Regions from separate parts of the Mus musculus genome. Here regions 2 and 3 are each linked to region 1. Evidence: chromatin contacts called from public HiChIP or PLAC-seq data. All regions are on one chromosome and are shown on one strand. Each heading gives the region's core, a stretch centred on a gene start, on an enhancer-like site or on the middle of the called end of the contact. The rest is flanking DNA. Distances are from core to core; before and after follow the strand shown.

The links. HiChIP or PLAC-seq counts read pairs in DNA pulled down with a chosen protein or histone mark.
Region 2: a BATF HiChIP or PLAC-seq map of CD8 T cells shows a contact between it and region 1, with 22 read pairs. The contact joins two enhancer-like sites. A contact is called at or near these places in 1 of 15 datasets of contacts at CTCF or cohesin (the NIH/3T3 cell line), 7 of 484 Hi-C or Micro-C datasets (CD8 T cells, Th1 cells, bone marrow-derived macrophages and 4 more) and 11 of 115 datasets of contacts at active chromatin or transcription factors (the 230-238 cell line, CD8 T cells, the HPC-7 cell line and 7 more).
Region 3: a CTCF HiChIP or PLAC-seq map of the NIH/3T3 cell line shows a contact between it and region 1, with 21 read pairs. The contact joins two enhancer-like sites. A contact is called at or near these places in 1 of 15 datasets of contacts at CTCF or cohesin (the NIH/3T3 cell line), 2 of 484 Hi-C or Micro-C datasets (the HPC-7 cell line and bone marrow-derived macrophages), 6 of 115 datasets of contacts at active chromatin or transcription factors (the NIH/3T3 cell line, craniofacial prominence, embryonic basal ganglia and 2 more) and 1 of 9 other capture datasets (embryonic stem cells).

The regions. Positions count from the first base shown.
Region 1 is chr5:118,512,989-118,515,688 of GRCm38.p6, reverse strand. No RefSeq gene overlaps it. Among named protein-coding and RNA genes, the nearest start is that of Gm46921, 22 kb to the right of the region's middle. Within about 2 kb of position 1,433, at least 187 of the 459 cell types and tissues checked have an H3K27ac peak or open chromatin away from gene starts, as enhancers often do. A contact at or near this core is called in CD8 T cells, the NIH/3T3 cell line and heart atrium, where this site is marked.
Region 2 is chr5:118,364,023-118,366,722 of GRCm38.p6, reverse strand. No RefSeq gene overlaps it. Among named protein-coding and RNA genes, the nearest start is that of Gm46942, 5.5 kb to the right of the region's middle. Within about 2 kb of position 1,277, at least 19 of the 459 cell types and tissues checked have an H3K27ac peak or open chromatin away from gene starts, as enhancers often do. A contact at or near this core is called in CD8 T cells, where this site is marked.
Region 3 is chr5:118,293,274-118,295,973 of GRCm38.p6, reverse strand. No RefSeq gene overlaps it. Among named protein-coding and RNA genes, the nearest start is that of Gm25076, 28 kb to the right of the region's middle. Within about 2 kb of position 1,408, at least 132 of the 459 cell types and tissues checked have an H3K27ac peak or open chromatin away from gene starts, as enhancers often do. A contact at or near this core is called in the NIH/3T3 cell line and heart atrium, where this site is marked.

The sequences.
Region 1 (2,700 bases), core at 184-2,683:
AACCGCTCGGTACCAGGAGCCAGTAGAAGGGGGGCCTTTAACACCGTATTTATTTTGACTGGTTAAACAGGCTATGGCTGTAAAGGAAACAGCTCTCAGAAAAGGAGACCGCCTGGCCGACTCGGGGCTCACTCTTTCTACCCACACACACACTGTTTAAAGCATTCCAGAAAGCCTGCCAACTTTCCTGGCACGGCTCTTATTTCTTTACATGCATGTTGCATTCCATCTGGTTAATGCGCCATTCTTGGATTCTGGCGAGGGCCTAGCAAGGTGGCATGGTGTGCTCAGGCTTGTTCTATGCAAAGCAGGGTACCAGCCAGAGGGAGCTTTGGCGGGATGGGGGGAGTTCTACCTTCCTTAGGCACAGGGGTGCCTGGAGTCCCAAAGACAAGAGGGCAACTGCCTACCCAGCTCTCTCCAGATGTGGCTGAAGCCCTTCCTTTGTTTTTTTGTTTTGTTTTGTTTTTTGTTTGTTTGTTTGTTTGTTTTTCTTTTAGTGGTGTTAGGGATCAAAGCCAGGACTCTGCACATAACACTATACACTACAGTGCTCTATATACATTGAGCCCTGCCCCCAGCCGAATTTCAGGTTCAGTAAAGTCACAAGTGAGCCATCCCTTGCACTTCACTCTACCCAGAGAGTTTAGGGAGATGCAGCTGCTCTGCCTCCTCTGGTACACAGCCAAGAATATACAAGGAGGGTGCGTGAGGCTAATGTTAGGAAGCCACATTACTGTTTACAAATGTGAGTTTGGTCCAGAGGCATCCCAAGGACCGGGATGCGAACACCTAGGTCTGATGGTTTCAGACACTTAAGAGAAAGGTTCGTCTCTGTATTCATTTAGTTCTCCAGAACCACTGAGGACGTGCTGTGATTTGGATCCAACACCATAATGCATGTGGAAGACAGGAAAGCCAGGTTTTAGATACTCTCAGAACATCTGGCGAATTCAGCTTTTAAAAGGGGGCAGGGGGAGCGAGGGGAGAGAAGACAGACCCCTTCGGAAGCCGTTGTCAGGTACTGGGTATCCAAAAAACATTCTCCGGGTTGACTCAAGTGTTCTCGCCTCCCTCCTCCCCAGTGGAATAGGAATAGAACCCATGAGACTGGTGAGTTAGGAATTCAGAGGAGAAAATTGGCTCTTGGCACCGCGAGCAAAAACATGGAGGTCTCTGCCTGGACGACGCGTCAAACGCACGTCTCTCAGAGTCCCGCCTGCGGTGCGAATAGAATGCTCCTGTTCTGAAGTGGAATTACTCACCTGGATCCGGCGCGAGTGACACGGCACCGAGAGGTTTAAAAAAAAAAAAAAAATCCCGGTTCCTAATGAGAAACAGCCGCGTGCGGAATAAAATTAGTGTGAGTTGTGTAATCCCAGCTGGCCAGTTGCGAGAACAGGGAGGAGGCAGGAGGCGAGGGAACAGGCTCTGGAGCCCATCCTGACCCTCTGGGTTGGAATTTCTGAGTCTCTTTGCCTTGAGTCAGAATAGGAAACCGAACCCTGACCGCGCGCTTCTTTTTATAGAATCGAACTTTCTTGCCAGCTTCCTCCGGAGCGCGAGATCGTCCCTCTTCGTCTCTAAACAATACGCCAATCATCAGATGTGAGGAGAGGGAGGAGGGGCGTAGTGTTCTGGGAGCATCAGACAGAACCCAGGCCCAGGGCCCAAGACAAACACCGAGCCCCAAGTTTGGCTTCCGTACCAGACCTGGTAAATACAACATGTTTTTACAGGTTGAGAAATTGTCTGGCTCGTCTCTGAAATTTTCTCTCTTTCTCCCACTTCTTCTGACTTGGATCTCAGCGTTCTGTCAGCGTTCTGCCTCGGTGTTGGCCAAGTTCACGTTTGCCAGTTGCCGAGTGGATAATAGATGGTTTGTAAGATTCGTAATCTGTTGGGGAGACGGAAACTCAGACAGCCAGGCAGTCGTTGCCTGTGTGATAAAAATGACTCTCATGAGTTTTTACTTGGCCCGGCTGGCCAGGCTTGTACTGAAGGACAGTGGGAACCAAATGACTTAATGCCCAGTCAATCACTGCCTCAGCCACTCTGACCGGGCAGCCCACCGGACACGCCCCCCCCCCCCGCGCGCCCCCCATAATCAGTTTAGAGTCAATTCTTGCTTGTAAGGGAGGCTGGAGTCTGCTGGCCCAAAGTGTGAAGTCGCTGGTTTAAAATAAAAGGAAAAAAAAAGAGAAAGAATTCTCATTAAAAATGGATTTTTGTTGTTAAGTGTTTTGAGGCCAGGAACAGCGAAGTTGGAGGAGATCCGTTGCCAGAAGCTAACAGCTTTTCCAACTTTGGGTTCCCAGTTCCACTCTGGCTTCTCATAATTGGGTCTCAACGGTGCCAGGACATGTCATAAACTACCAAATTTGTACAACAATATATTGACACAAGTGACTCTGTGTAGCCTGAACTTAAAGGTAGTGGGGGTGGGGTTATGGACTGTCCCTACTGGCATGGCTCCCTAGGGTCACCTGGGATAATTACCATTCCTGGAGTGGTGACCACTGTCAGTCAGACCAGTTTGCTGACCTGCTTGGATCTCACAGAGTTAAATTGCTAAGAAAGCCATCTTGCCTTCTAGACCTGCTTCCCTGTGGTCTCCCCTACCAGCTTACCTCAGAAGAGGGCTAAAGGGTCAACTCTAGCAGGAACATTCCAGCAGAACAATCCAGCTGGCACCAGAGC
Region 2 (2,700 bases), core at 28-2,527, 150 kb after region 1:
ATGGCCCTGTGCTTTGAGTGTGCCTATGCTCAAATCTCTCTACCTCCTTAAGGAAGCATCAGACTTGCTAGGCAGGCCTTTTACCCTAGCTGCTCAGAAGCTGATGCAGGAGGACCACAGGTTCAAGGCCTGCTTGGACTTTGAAATTCAAGGTCAACTTAGTGAGACTCTGTCTCAAAAGAAGAGAAAGGTTTTCTGGGGCTCTAGGTCCACTGACCACAGTGGCAAGTAGGGTGCTTGCCTGACATATGTGGAGACTAAGGTTCAACTCCCAGTATTGGGAAAAGGAGGGTGAGGAAGAGGAGCAGAGGGAGGGTGAGGAAGAGGAGGAGGGTGAGGAAGAGGAGGAGGGTGAGGAAGAGGGGGAAGCAAGAAAGAAAAGGAGGAAGAGGGTGAGAAAGCAGAGGAGGGGGAAGAGGAGGAAGGGGAGGAGGAGGGAAAGAAAGAAGGAAGAAAGGAAGAGGAGAAAGAAGGGAAGAAGAGGAGGGGGAGGAAGAGGATGGGGAAGAAGAGGAGGAAGAAGAGGAGGGCGAGGAAGAAAAGGAGGAGAGGAATAAGAGAAGGAGGAGGAAAAGGAAGAAGAGGAAGGGGAGGGGAGGAAGTGGAAGAGGAGAGGAAGAGGGTTGGAAGAGGAAGAAAAGAAAGAGGGGAGGAAGTGGAGGAGGAAAAGGAGGAGGAAAAAAAGAGGGAGAGGAAGAAGAAAAGGAAAAGAGAAATATGGCCTAACTAAACTACATTTACAAAGGCCATATTCACTAGTTTGGGGCACTAGAACTTAGCATGTGCCTTAGGGGAGGGACACAGTTCAACCCTTAGCAGATGAGTTAGTGGTAGCTCTCATGGCGAGGGAGAAAAGGCCCCCTAATGGCCACGTCTGTGGAAGTTCACTTGATCTCAGTTTGAGTCAGATGGCAGTAAGCACAGGCTGCCACGTGGCCGATGGCTGATCAAATGACCAGCTCCACTCTCCCCATCTCGCTATGCTCTACCACCAATTTCCCTTTCTAAGAGTCAGAAGTTCCAGGAGACAGGAATTATATAACTCAAGGTCTCTGCATTCCCCCCTCTCTAGCACCTCCCTCCCCGCACAGAGCAGGTAATGAATCTGCCATGCTTGCTGACTTTAGGTTATGCAGAGGACCTGTGTTCATCTAAGGGCTTTTGAGGTACAGTTGAGTGTAACCCCAGAAGGCTGATCCATTACCCTCCTGTACTGGATCTCCCCAGATCTTTCTCCTACTCAGAGCCTTGCATGTACAGGAGTCAGGGCGGTGGTGGGGGTGTCTCCCAGTAATAGGATGGCACTGTAATTGCTCAGCAAGATTACAACATCAGGCCCATCCATCAAGCTGCTCCTAATGGAATGTGGTGTCCCGAACGAGGAGGGCAGGGTCATAATGTGGGGTGTCTGTAGGCTGCTTTCTAGCTATGAGCTATGGAGCTGAAATGATAGTCCGATCAATGATGTAGAGGCACTAAAATATAGCTCCGTGAATCTGCACATCCGTAAAACCGAGTTATTGACAACCCTGAGTGGATGTATCTCAGGCCGGCTCTTTTAGCCCTGACAGCTAGCTAGTTCTCTCTCTCTCTCTCTCTCTCTCTCTCTCTCTCTCTCCCAAAAGGGATGGGAATGCAGTTCATTTTTTTTCATAGTCTTCATAGCAGACCACACACCCCCCCCAACAAGGCCCAAGTTCAAATGCTTTTCTCTGTTCCATGGGTCTGTAGGGAAGAAATAAGCTCTCAGGGGCCTTCCCAGTTACCCTGAAGCTCCATGCCTGCCTGGTCTGGCCACACCAAGCCTGTCAGTGGGCCAAGAGGTGGGAAGGGGAAGTGCTGTAGCAGGCCATCTTGCCGCCTGCAGGGTTCTAGAGTGAGCAGATAAGCCTCTATAGCTTCACCACCCACTACCCCGTGACCCAGACATGGGTTTCGCCTGGTGAAAGCGATATTCTCTTTCTGCTTTGTGTGTTATTAATTTGTGTGTGTGTGTGGGGGGGTGAATACTAGCAAAAATGAATGTATTTACACAGTTGTGTTTCCTCTTGAGACCTTCATGTCCTCCTAGGGGTTTTATACTGCTTCTCACTCCTCTGGGGAATGGCGAATGGCAAGAATATCCAACCAGGCTGGCCTCAGAGGGGGTCACTGTGTTGGAACTGACCCTTACTCCCACTCTGTTGTGAGGGACCCCACTGAGGCACAGAGCCAAGAGGGACACCGAGGCTCCAGCATAGTTATGAAGTCACATCCCAGGTCATCCCTCCTCCTCTACACACCAGCAAAGCCAGCTTCTTTCACTTTCTCCCCTGCAGTGCCCACCTCCCCTCAGACCACACACCTGTCGAGGGCAGGGCTTGGCAGGCACAAGCTTCCGTCCTACTCCTACCACAGCATCAGTACCATTATGCAATGGAGATATTAAGGATCCCAGGTCCCCGGCCATCAGGTCTCCTCATTGTAGGCCCAGAGCTTATCGTTCTTAATTTAATGTCCAGCTTCCCCTCACCAATGAGGAGTTCCTCTACAGAGGAGGCCTCTTCATTTGTCTTTATTATTATGATTGTGACTTTAGCAGCAAGGTAAAGGAAGACCCATGGTAGGAGTGGAAAAATGGATGAATGGACGGATGGATGGATGGGCAGACAGATGAATAGACAATGGTATGTATGGATTAATGATGGATGGGTAGATAGA
Region 3 (2,700 bases), core at 159-2,658, 220 kb after region 1:
ATGTATATGTATGTGTATGTGTATATGTATACATACAAACACACACATACACACACACATATATATACTTATGCTTTTAAAGTAAGAAATATGAATAGCTGGATGTGCCATGAGACAGTGGCTTGCTCAGATGTGCCCAGCCAAGGAACAATCCCAAGTGTTCTCCAACCAACAAATGCACCTTGGTATAGCAGGGAGGGTTCTGGTCCCACCAGCGTGAGCACTTGACCTCAGGGCTCTTCAAGCCAGCCCTGTCCTGTCACACTCTGATGCTGGCAGAGACAATGGGCAAGTGTCAGCCCTTACATCTGCAGAACCTCAGAGTGCCTCAACACCCCGCTGCAAACCTCAGACAGCAGTCTCAACTCCGCTTATACAGTCCAAGTATAGCAGGACTGTCTCTGAGGCGCCAGCAGCAGAGTAACGACAGGGAGACACTTTTTAATAATTATGAAAGCCTTGCCTTGGCTTAGGCTTGTTCCTAACTAGCTCTTATACTTAAATGTCCCGTTTCTACTAATCTACATTCTCCACACTTGCTCCTTCCCGGAATCTGGTTGGTGAATGATGTCTGACTGATAACTGTCCGCGCTCAGACTTTCCCAGAGTTCCCAACTCTCCCCAGAAGCCCCGCCTATTCTTTCCTGCTCTGCCATAGGCCGTTCATCTCTTTATTAATCCAATCAGAAGGCCATGGATAAGATGCTTGCAAAACGCTGAGAGATGGGATGCTTCATACAAAGACAACCTGTATACGGTGCACAAGAGATTCGCCCAACATCTAAGCCTCCCCTGTGTTTGGTGGGGGCGGAGGGAGGGAGTGGGATAAAATCCCAAAGATATCCTAGAGAATTTATTCCCCTCCATGTTAGAGTGGACCAGTGGTTCTAGGCCTGTGGGTTGCGCAATCCCTTTGGCTAACCTCTATCTCCAAAAATATTTACACTATGATCCATCAAAGTAGCAAAATTATCCAGTGACAACGAAAATAATTTGATGGTTGGTGGGGGGGTCGCCCCAACATGAGGAACTGTATTATAGGGTCGCAGCATTGGGAACCACTGGGCTAGAGCAGTTTGCAAGCTTAAGATCTTTCTCCACCTGCTGGAACCACACTTCTTGCGCGCTGGTCTCAGAAACAGAGGGGATTGGTGACGTTTCCATCTGGCCTGGATTTCCGGCTATCTGAAGGTGGAGATGCATGGCCCCCCTCTGCCAAGAGGCTGAGAAGCTGTCCACAGCGCCACCCGGCTCCTGTCCCCTCTCTGCCAAAGGAGTCAGGAGCAGAGCCAGCCCCTGGCATCCCCAGACAGATGGCAGGGGAGTAAAACAAAAGTGGCCTTGTTAGTACCGGGCGCCTTCCTCAGGAGAAGCTATTTTTGTTGTGGTTATGAAGCGAAGTCTCCGCTGCACCCCCTTTCCCGGCGAGGAGGGCTGTGGGATGAAATTTGTTCCAAAGTTCAGGGTTTTAATTAGAACCAGAAGTGCCAGGTTTTGTCAGAAATATTTTGGAATTGGGTATGCTCGCTCGTGAGCCCCACCCCCCCACCCCCTCTCCCTCTCTCCTGGCAGTGGTACAAAGTAAATGTTGTCCCAGCGGGGACTCCCCTCCCATCACACTTCAGAGCAGAGGGGAGAACTGTTGCCCCTACCCCTGCTCGCAGCTGGGAGCTCTACCCACTTTATGGCCACGGTGGAACTGGGGGAGGAGCACCGGACAGAAGTGGAACCACAGTGCGAGGACACGCCCCCGGGGTTCTTTTGGGAAAAAAGCAAAGGAGCCTGGCACGGCGCCCAGCACACAGGGGCCTCCAGGAAATCCATGTGCCTTGAGAAGAGAAAACAGGCTTCCCCAGGACTGAAGCCAGTGGAGACACTGCAGCCAGGAGCCCAAGTTCAGGGCTGGCAGCGGCGTTCAGGATTCAGACGGCCCTCCTTGTTATTTTGGATTCTTACCTTCCTCTTTCAAAAAAAAAAAAAAAGTGTGTGTGTGTGTGTGTGTGTGTGTGTGTGTGCGCGCGCACGCACACACTAGAACATATGTGTTCTGATGTGTGCATGCAGAAGTCACAGGACAGTTGCTGGCATTGGGGGATCAGGTGATGGATTAGCATTCACCTTGATTTTTGAGGCAGAGTCTCTCATTGTCCGGAGCTTGCCATAACGTGCATGGCCAGTGAGTCTCACCGATCAGCCATCTTTGTCCCCCGGTGCCGGGATTGCAGGCGGGCACCACTATGTCTGGCTTCTTTCACGTGGGTTCTAGGGAACCAAAGTGAAGCCCTCTTGTATACAAGATGACTCTCTACCAACCTGTCCTCTCTCTAGCCCTCTCCTCTCTTTTCCTTCCTTCCTTCCTTCCTTCCTTCCTTCCTTCCTTCCTTCCTTCCTTCCTTCCTTCCTTCCTTCCTGTCTGTTTTTCTACCTTTTCTTTTCTTTCCTTTCCTTTCCTTTCCTTTCCTTTCCTTTCCTTTCCTTTCCTTTCCTTTCCTTTCCTTTTTTCTTTTCTTTTCTTTTCTTTTCTTTTCTTTTCTTTTCTTTTCTTTTCTTTTCTAATTGGGGTGGCTGTTTTGTTTCTCCAGCGCTGGAGACTGAACCCAGAGCAAGCATTCTCCCACTGATGTATATCCCCAGCCCTTTTTGCAGGTTTTGTTTTGAAGCAGGATCCATGCTCAGTAACCCAGACTGACCTTGAACTTG